3 separate regions of the Rattus norvegicus genome follow, and all the other regions are linked to region 1. A link is a contact called in public Hi-C data. All regions are on one chromosome and are shown on one strand. The core of a region is the stretch at or near the end of the contact, and the rest is flanking DNA. Distances in the headings are between cores, read along the strand shown.

The links. A called contact is a pair of places that touch in the nucleus more often than the background predicts.
Region 2: a Hi-C map of liver shows a contact between it and region 1, with 2.9 times the contacts expected there. The contact joins the promoter of Hmces here to the promoter of Rpn1 in region 1. A contact is called at or near these places in 8 of 12 Hi-C or Micro-C datasets (the A7r5 cell line, frontal cortex, hepatocytes and 4 more) and 1 of 1 datasets of contacts at active chromatin or transcription factors (oligodendrocytes).
Region 3: a contact with region 1 is called in a Hi-C map of kidney, with 4 times the contacts expected there. The contact joins the promoter of Isy1 here to the promoter of Rpn1 in region 1. A contact is called at or near these places in 6 of 12 Hi-C or Micro-C datasets (the A7r5 cell line, Schwann cells, frontal cortex and 2 more) and 1 of 1 datasets of contacts at active chromatin or transcription factors (oligodendrocytes).

Annotation. Positions count from the first base shown.
Region 1 is chr4:122,099,346-122,102,611 of GRCr8, forward strand. It overlaps Rpn1 (ribophorin I), which reads left to right and starts at 1,631. Exons shown (of 10, transcript NM_013067.2): 1 at 1,631-1,932. The coding sequence starts at 1,675.
Region 2 is chr4:121,949,330-121,952,500 of GRCr8, forward strand. It overlaps Hmces (5-hydroxymethylcytosine binding, ES cell specific), which reads left to right and starts at 1,511. Exons shown (of 6, transcript NM_001025047.2): 1 at 1,511-1,715. The coding sequence starts at 1,533. Copg1 (COPI coat complex subunit gamma 1) reads left to right here. Exons shown (of 24, transcript NM_001031822.4): 24 at 1-490.
Region 3 is chr4:121,852,467-121,855,979 of GRCr8, forward strand. It overlaps Isy1 (ISY1 splicing factor homolog), which reads right to left and starts at 2,095. Exons shown (of 11, transcript NM_001014188.1): 1 at 2,012-2,095. The coding sequence starts at 2,014.

The DNA.
Region 1 (3,266 bases), core at 381-2,880:
GGCAGAGGAACAGTACATCTGTGTATCAATGCTTGTGGAGGTCAGAAGAGGGCATCAGATCCTGGTCCTTGAGTGACAGGCAGGTCCTTTGGCAGAGCAGCACATTCTCCTAACCACTGAGCCATCTCTCCATACATAATGTATGTACTAGTGTGCAAACAATAAGTAGTTTTGTTTTGTGGGTTATACGGTCTGTTTCACCACTACATTCTGTTCCTGCTATGGTGTGAATGCAATCATAAGCTACAGGCAAATGAATGTAGCTATGTTCCAATAAAACTTTATAGAGAGAGACAGATTGTTGGCCTGCAGGTGCTAATTTCCTGACTTCTTCTCTGTAGGGAGGAGCATGTCCTTCCCTCCGCTCTCTCATTAGCCAGTGTCAGTGTTTGAATATTTCCATCTCCTTCCAAAATTTTTTTTTCTTTTTTTTTTTTTCGGAGCTGGGGACCGAACCCAGGGCCTTGCGCTTGCTAGGCAAGCGCTCTACCACTGAGCTAAATCCCCAACCCCCAAAATTTACCTTTAAATTACATCCTTCAAGCAACAATATTGGGACATGTTCATTAGATCAGAATTGATAAGAGGCAACACGGAAATGAAAGAGGTGACAGATCTCTACCAAGGCCTTATTGCCCTTAGTCAGAGCGAATGAAGGAGCAGCAGTCTCCTTTTGTGAGTGGAGACTGTACACCACAATCGTGCAGGGGGCTTCGAGATTTTATAGGGTTGAAACGGGACTTTAGGGGAGCAAAGTTTTATCAGTAGATTTTTCTTTATCATTATTATCATCATTGTTGTTGTTGTTTTTAAATGGTTTCAAGGCCCAATAATGCCAGTAGATGTTCTCTTTGCTACATTATTTTTCTTATCAGGTGTTATCAGTATACCGACTAGAGTTTTTCCACTAGCTTGAAGTTCATTTGTTTTAGGTCATTAATTCTTCAGTGTGACTTTGGGAGAGACAGCACTAGAGGAATCCATCTGCAAGAAGCCTTTGTAAAAGGTCTTGCCGCAGAGAGACCCTTTCCTGCCTTTCTGTCATATGACGATATGCGATTCCTTCTTTAGACAATGCAATGCCAAAGTTCCATCTTGGTAGTAAAGAGCAGCCCTCACCTGACAGCTTAGTCCTGCCAGTAACTTCACCTTGGACTTCTACAATTGTGCTAAGTGCCAACAGATACTTGATGTTAATATCATCAGCCTTGGTTAGTTGCTTAAGGTTTCTGCCATCGCTCATATTAAAAATTGAACTAAATATTAGGGGAGAGACTTGAATCTTTGGAAATTTCCCGTTTTTCTTTAAACTTTTGCCCACTTAGTATTCATATCAATGTAGAGAAGGCAAACTTATTTCCTTAGACTAAGCTGTTTCTGAGCGGAGAGGCCATTTTTTTTTTTTTTTTTTTTTTGCATAAGCATGAAGGAAACAGGAGATAAGGAAGGACGACTACCACAGAAATCACTGGTGAGTCTAGCTAATAAGCGCTCAAAGACGTGTGCCTGCGCTTTAAGATTTTTCAATCAGGCGCCCCATGGGCGCCCGGTTGCCTTGGAGACGGGGTCCTTCCTGACCCGGCCCAGCCATCTTGTGGTGCTGTTGGCCAATCAACGGTTGCGCCGTGGCGGGGGGGGGGCGGGGCGCGTGTCGGTGGCGCTCAGCTCGCGGTCATGGAGGCGCCGATCGTCTTGCTGCTGCTGCTATGGCTCGGGGCCTTGGCCCCGACGCCCGGCAGCGCCTCTTCGGAGGCTCCGCCGCTGGTCAACGAGGACGTGAAGCGCACGGTGGACCTGAGCAGCCACCTAGCCAAGGTGACGGCTGAGGTGGTCCTGGCGCACCCGGGCGGCGGCTCTACAGCACGAGCCAGCTCTTTCGTTCTGGCCCTGGAGCCCGAACTGGAGTCGCGACTTGCACACCTAGGCGTGCAGGTGAGCGGAGGGAGGAGCCGGCGAACCTCACGCAGGATGCCTGAGGAGACCGGAGATCCCTGGGGAGGTCGGGACGGGGCGGGGAAGTTATGGCGTTAGGGATCCACTAGGCGTCTGGTTGTCTGAAAGGTAGGTGTGGAGGGGACAGCGGAGAGGTCCGCCGTTCCTCCTGTCCGCGTGTCCTATCGGACACGTCAGCAGAAGCTTCCGAGCGTCGGGCGCCGCCCACGTGGCAGCTCCGGAGCTCCAGGCGACCCCTTGGTCTCCTGAAGACCTTCTTCCACACCTCAGGAGGGTCTTGGCTATGGCGGTACTTCGGGTACCTAGCTTCTTTTCTGTCCCCTGGACATGATCGTCTGAGGACTATCAGAGAGTTAAGACAGATCAATTCTTGAATGCAGTTGACTGGAGTAGTCTGTTCTCTCTAGATAGCAACAGCGTTCAAGCTGGTTTCTGGTATCAAAGTTTGTCATTTCTCACACCCGGTTAATGTGACACTCCTCTGAAAGCTGCTGCTTAACGCTTTCTTAATGTTCAGACTTCTTGAGTTAGTTTGAAGAGTCAGCCCCCTATGCTGTGCATAGGGGTGCAGCCCAGGTCTCTTCCTTTCCACCGCCTCTCATCGGAACACCTCAGCATTTACCCTTGTGTGCATTTACACCTTTTAGGGAAAGAAATCGTTGGCTTTGGGAATAGAGGGAATATCCACACAGGTTACTTTTTATTACTGTTCTCATTAACTATATTCATTAAGTGATTACCCAATTTATTAGGAGACTGGTCATTACAGTATCACATTTCAAAGTACAGGTTCTTTTAACTGCGGAGCTATAAAGCTGGACTTCAAATAGTCACCGACCTGTCTCCTGTCCCCTTTACATTGAAACCTTGTTCATGCTGAAGCATGGCTTTCCTCAAATACTTCTGGAAAGACATTTAATTTGCAGTTCTACCCGTGAGTGTTTTGGATGTTCAGTTCTGTTTTGTGAAAACCAGTCATGACTTAATGAGGTCACAGTATAATCAGATCACAGCAGATGCTTGTCACCCTGCTGTCCTGGTGTAAAATACATACAGATTGGGTCTCTTCACATGGCTCAGAGCATCCAAGTTCAATTCCACAGCCATCTGTAACTCCCGTTTCAGGGTGCACAGACATGGAAACAAACACCCATGAGCATTAAAAAGAAAAGATTAGGAAAAGAGAAGGCTGTGGCAGGTATTTTAGGCCCATTCTCCACCCTTACAGCAACCTTTTGAGGTACAGGTATTCTTACATGGCTGAGGAAGTTTCTGGTTTTGGAGCTTATTAACCCCAAATGGAGGTCTGATTT
Region 2 (3,171 bases), core at 261-2,760, 150 kb before region 1:
GTACGCGTTAGAACAGGGGACTGACCCCGGAGGCCGATTCCCATAACCTGAAGAGATGAGGCTACGCTTGAGCATAGTTAAGCTGTCTTTGCTAAGGCCCATTTCATGATTTATGGTCCTGGCTCCTCCATGTGCTTGGTCATGCCTGCTGTGTTGAACTAAGTCACGTGATATTAAATTTCCTAACAGGATATAAAGAGTCAGATTTTTCATTTGGGGAGTTTTCTCAGGTAGGTGACCTGAAGGCTGCTCCCTAAAGACATTTCTCTGCCCCCCACCTTCCATCCCTCTCCTGGGGTTTGGAACAGCTGCTCTTGCCTGGCCTCTCTCCCTCGTTCCTCTTTACAGGAAAAAGCCTGTCTGTCCTTCAAGGCCACATCCTGCTTAGACCTTCATGATTGTATTCTTTCTGCCTAATACCCCCCACTCTACTCCCAGGCCTGGTCATAGCCTGGAAGCCATTCCATTCAAATAAACTTCACTAAAAAAACTGAGTGTCAACCTCCTTTTGTGAAGATTACTGCCAGCTCTTGTTTTCTTTAAGGGTGTATGTACACCCCACACACAGATGTTAAAGAGGAAACAAGGTGGGGCTTCCTGACCCTTAGAGGGTTCTTGGTGGATAGCTAGAAAGTCTCAATTCTGGTGGCCTTACACATTTCCTGGTTTCAGAGACTGGCCTGAGGAGGAGGCCTGGAGTGCTTGTCTCAGGTGAGTGTATTTTGTCTTGCTTTAAGGTGGTGAATCAACGGAACTTGGTTTCCAGCTTGCTCCTCACCTAGCCACACCCCCACCTGTGGGGAGGAAACCCCATGGCGTCACGTCACGTCGGGGGCGGGGCGGGATTACCGAAGGGCGGGGCTAGTGCTCTTTAGGTCGACGCTTGAGCGCGGAGAGTGGACTGGACTATCTGGTGGTGAGGAGACGCGGACGCCTGGGGGACCGGCTCGCCGAGGGGCGTGGGGAGGGCCTCGCCCAGAGGACGCGGGCGGGCGGACGGGCGGAGAAGGGGGCTGCGCTAAGGGGACCCGGGCCGTCGGAGGATCCGGCTCCCCTGAGGGGGAAGGGAGCGGGCGGAAGAGAGGACCCAGGGGAGGGGGACGCAGACGGGCGGGCTGAAGAGAGGGCCCCGCCGAGGGGGATGCGGACAGGCGGGCTGAGGAGAGGGACGCGGCGGGCAGAGGACCGCCCACGTTCTTAGAGGGAGACTCCGCGCCGACCAGGCCCCGCCCCGGAGCAGAGCACGTCCACGCAGGGCAGTAGTACGGTCTCCGCGATCCTCGAGTGTTGTTGGTGTGAACGCAGAGAGCTCTCACCTTTCTCTGCTGAGTCCACCGAAGCCAACCTCGGAGGACCGGCCTTCTCGCCTAACGCCTGATGAAGGCCTGCTTCTGGACTGTGGGCCCCGCAGTGGCCAGGACCTAATGGAGCCTCCGTGGAAGATGTGGCTTCTCAGGGAGGATGCTGTGACCTAGGCGGTAAAACCTTACGGTTTTGTGACTTTTTGTAGGTCTGAGAGGCATTGCTGAAGTATGTGCGGGCGAACGTCCTGTCACTTGCCTAGAGATGCTCTCACTAGAGCCTGTGCCTATCTGGATCGGCAGGGCAGGCGTCAGCTCCCGCAGTGGAGGGACCCTGATAAGTACTGCCCCTCCTACAACAAGAGCCCGCAGTCTAGCAGCCCAGTGCTTCTCTCCAGACTGCACTTTGAAAAGGTAAGGAGTGTGGCGGCATCCTATGAGCTTCTGGCCCAGCATCCTAATGGCATCGACTCCTGATTCCTGTGATGTCTGCCCAGCCTCCGAAATGACCTTGAAAGCAGCCCTTACAGATACATTAAGGCCCTAGTCACCCTGGGCCTCAGCAAGGAATGAGTCCATATTCTTCAGGGTCAATTAAACTGTTTCAACGCATGCCCAAGCTATGTGAATCTCATATTTGAATACATTTAAAAATATTTTGAGATAGACTCTTAACTATGAATGTAACTCTAGCTGTCCTGGAACTCACCATATAGGCCAAGCTGAACTCAAATTTGCAGCAAACCTGCCTCTGTCTCCATACACACCTCTGTGTCACAGGTGTGTATGCTCTTGACAAGCTTGAATCTTTTTTTTTTTTTCTTTTTTCTTTTTTTCAGAGCTGGGGACCGAACCTAGGGCCTTGCGCTCGCTAGGCAAGCGCTCTACTGCTGAGCTAAATCCCCAACCCCGAATCTTTTTTTTTTTTTAAAGATACCTTTCAAATATTACTGACATGTCAGTGTCATTCATATATATGTGTGTGTGTGTGTGTGTGTGTGTGTGTGTGTATAATATATATATATATCTCACAAAAACCCAAGTGGGGTGGCACACACCTTTAATCCTAGCCAGGGGAAGGCAGATCTCTGAGTTGGAGGCCAGTCAAGGCTGTATAGTAAAACTGTGTCTCAAAAAACAAAACAGAACAAAAACTGATTGTGGAGCTTGCAGCATGGCTCTCTGGGAAAGAACACTTCCTGCAAAGTAGGAGAGAACCAGCTCCTGCAAGTTGTCCTCAGATTCCACACCCACTCTGTGTCATGCACGCAAGATAGTGGACACAAACACAGAATAAATGTAAAGAAAAATTAGTGTGATTGGAGCTGGTGATAATACTCAGAGATATAGAACATATTTCATATGCTCCCAGTCTTGGGTTCAGTCCTAGCACACAAAATATTTTTTATTTTTTTTTGTAAAAAATTTAAACAATTTTTATGTATACTAACGTTTTACCTGCATGTATGGATGTATGTATGTGTACCAGGTATTTGCCTGGTACCCTTGGAAGTCAGAGCTTCAGATCCTCTAGAACTGAAGTTACCAAAGGTACAATGTGAGTGCTTGGAATTGAACCCAGGTCCTCTGCAAGCGCAAAAAGTATCCTTAACCATTGAACAGACCATGGTCCCTATTTCAGTGGATGGATCTTGGGGAGCGGGAATGGGAAGGTGGAGTCCCTAGCAAGCATAGCCCTCCTTTGGGTCATTTGGGTCATTTGGGTTTGCCCATGTAGTGTTTGACTGCACATCGGTAATATGATTTGTTTAGATTGCTAGGGTTTCTTAATTCGGTAAATATTTGATACTTTATTTTTTCAAACCTACAAATTCTAACACAAAATTAGGAACATTTCAGTGGTTCAACT
Region 3 (3,513 bases), core at 845-3,344, 250 kb before region 1:
CTTGCTCTACAGATTAGGCTGTCTTTGAACTCAAAGATCAGCTGCCTCTGGCATCCTACGCTGGAATTAAAGGAGCACACCATCAGCAGGCTGTTTTCTTTTTTTTTTTTTTTTTAAAATCATACACATGTAGACTGTACCGTGATCATATCCATTTACTTCTCTGACCCTCTCTCACTCCTGTTAGGATGACAAATGACTCACTATAGACCACGCTAACCAGAAAACAGCATAGTTGTCTGTTTCCTGCTAGTGGCTCTCAGGAGAGCATGAAGATTGGCTTTTGCAAAGTGATGTTCATTTGAGTGCTGTCACACCAGTGTTAAGTCAATGGTCCCTAAACCACAGGGTCAGGAAAAGAACACATTTTTATCTTTTCAGTTGGATTGTGAATTGCACAGAAAGAGCACTTGCTAAATTTGGAACTTAGATTTCACTCCCAGCTCTTCCTCTCACCATCGCTGAGACACAGTCTTACTAAAACCTAAGTTTCCCTTCACACCAGATATCACAGCTTTTGTCTTACAATGTTGTGATGTCGTATTCAGATAAATGCATGAAGACAAGCAGAACCAGACACACAGTTTACAGTAGCAGCAAGATGAGCTTAATTTAACTTCAGATTGTCCCTTCCAATCAACTCTAAAGAGAACCTGGCCAGTGAAGGGTAGATATCTGAACATGACAGCAATATAGGACACGCCCTCCTTCAGCAGTAGCTGCTTCAAGACCACTGTGTTCTCTCTTTTTTGGTTTCTGTTCTCAATGATCTATAGCTTCCAAAGCATCCTCTATGGTCATTCCATGGCTTCCTTAAAATTTTATGTATCTATTTTATTTAACAGGAGTATGTATCTGTTTGTACCTATGTGTAAATACCACACACACACACACACACACACACACACACACACACACACATACACACGCAAAGTGTATTGATGGGGTTTTTGTCTACTTAGTATTGTAAAGCAAAGACTGTCGAGGCCTATATACTTGAATAAGTGTCCATATTTTACATATGTATTTATTTACATGGTTATGCATATACTTACACCTGTTCCTTAAAGATACTTTGGTATGTGCATACATACAGATAAATATCTACCGAAATGGGCTGTTTTTGTGGATAAGACTATGGAGATCTCAAAGACATCAACAAACCTCAGAAGTATGAAAGCCACTCTGTATGCCTTTAAGGGGACTTTTACCTTTAAATTTTTAAAATATTTTTGTATGTGTATGAGTGCTTTGCCTGTATGCAGATGAGTGTCTAGTGCCACTTCACAAGTGTGTGTTGGATCCTCTAAAACTAGAATTTTGCATGATTGTAAGCACCAACCATGTGGGGGCTGGGAACTAAAGTGAAGTGGTTTTTTTTTTTTTTTTTTTTTTTTTTTTTTTGTTCTTTTTTCCGGAGCTGGGGACCGAACCCAGGGCCTTGCGCTTCCTAGGTAAGCACTCTACCACTGAGCTAAATCCCCAGCCCCGTGAAGTGGTTCTTAACCACTGGGCCAGAGATCCATGGGGACTTCACTTTGAAAATACTACAGTAACCACGCCTCTTTGTACTAACACTGTGTCTGATCTCATATTTCCATACTAAACTCTTCTTGAGCGAATGAAACCAAGGATCACAACCTCTCAACATTTCAGCCCATCCTAGTCATTCATTCACGGTGATGTCACACCTGTTTAGAGAATGCCAGACTCTGTCGCCCGCATCAGGCAAGCAAAAGTGTGAAGACCCTGCCTTTTAGAAGTTCCTATCCCTGGAGAGAGAGAACACCAGAGCGGGTCCTCCGTCCGTTCAGTCTCTACCCATAATGTGCTTCACCCGGACTGAACCACCGAGACGCAATAGAGCTCCCAACCTCAGTTTTCTCCTGCAATTTCTAACAGCTACGCCAGGCGGGAAAAGAATCTCGGAATAGGCCAGGGAGCCCGAGGCCACATACAGGCCCGGAACTCCCATCACCCATGGGCCCGATCCCTTCCCCACTGCACTCACCATGGTGCCGGCGAGGGCGCCCCGGCGCCGCGCCGCTACACAACGTGCTTAGGCGCCCGGAACGAGGCAGGCAGGCGCGGGAACGGAAAAGAGAGGACAGGATGGCCTTTTTTTGTCGGGAGAATAAATGGAAAGGACCGGAAGTTAGGGACCGGAAGCGAAAGAGAACGGGGGAGGGGAGAGAAACGCAGTTGTGCCTCGTTGGACAGCTTCCCGCCGGCGCATGCACAATGCGTCATCTCGCGCGTAGGTCGGCGCTTGCGCGGCAGGAATGTGAGTGTCATTCGTGGTTTGGGTTCGTTCTGGTGTAACAGCAATCAAAGATTCGTCTGCCTCTGTCCTTCCGGAGTCTTCTATGACAGCAGATGATCTTTTTGAAAATGACTCCACCTCTCTGAATGCAGTGTTCACAGGCCGAGTGGATTACTGTCACCTCCCTGGACCCGGGTCGTTGGCATACCTCCAGGCGCAGGCACTGGTTGAGGAGCCAGTGGAGCAAACCTGCCTTCCTGGGAGGCTTCTTCACCGCTGCCTGTCATTTACTTGGAGCTGAACAGTATGGTCAGCCTTCTTTTGAGAAACATGTATAATTCTTTATTAAAGGTGACTGCAACAAACTGACAGGATGTGATCGTGAGAAAAACGTCTAAGCCAAAGAATTAAGCCTCTCTCCACACATCCCAGAAGCCTGATACCACCCTCTTTTAAAATACAAAGTTAAAACTAGGCTTGTTGGCCGCCCAGCATTTTGATGGCAAAACAGCCCGGTTTCTGGAGGAAACCCTGGTCTACATAAGGAGTTCCAGGCCAGCCAGGTGTGCATAGTGAAACCATGCCTCAAAAACTAAAGAGAGGATCTGGGCATCTTTGATCCCAAGACTCAGAAGGCACAGGCAGAAATATAGAGTTTGAGACTAGTCTACAAAGTGAGTTCTGGGATAGCCAGGGCTACACAGAGAAAGGACTCGAAAAATAACCAAAACAAAGTAATGGTAAGAAAATGAAATACTGAGGTAAAGTCCAGGGAAGATGTGGAGTTAGAGACTACATGAGTCACTAGACAGAGATAAGGGTTCTGGAAATGATGGTGGGCTCCCCCACTTAGTGAACACTAAGAATACCCATGTAATAGTTCATGTAAGGATGTTACCACCATGCACATAAGTCCTTTGTTAGCTGGCAATTAATGGGCAGGTTCTTGTTCCACAGCACACTGTGCATCAAAGCTCAGGGATACAGCATTTATTAAGGTGCAGACAGGTGTAGGTGAGAGGAACCAAAACATTTGTTTTGGCTATGCATTCGGCAGACATTTTGGTTGTACGTCTGCCATGACCAGCCCACTATATTGCCTTTCCCTGCTCCGGGCCACTCTGTTACACAACCATCAGTAAGTATACAAGATCTCAGCAGAAGCCATGATCTAGGAATTCAGGATCAAACAGGTTCCAACAGATACTTGGAATATCTATGTAAGTAGGCAGCTGGTTACCAGATAGAAT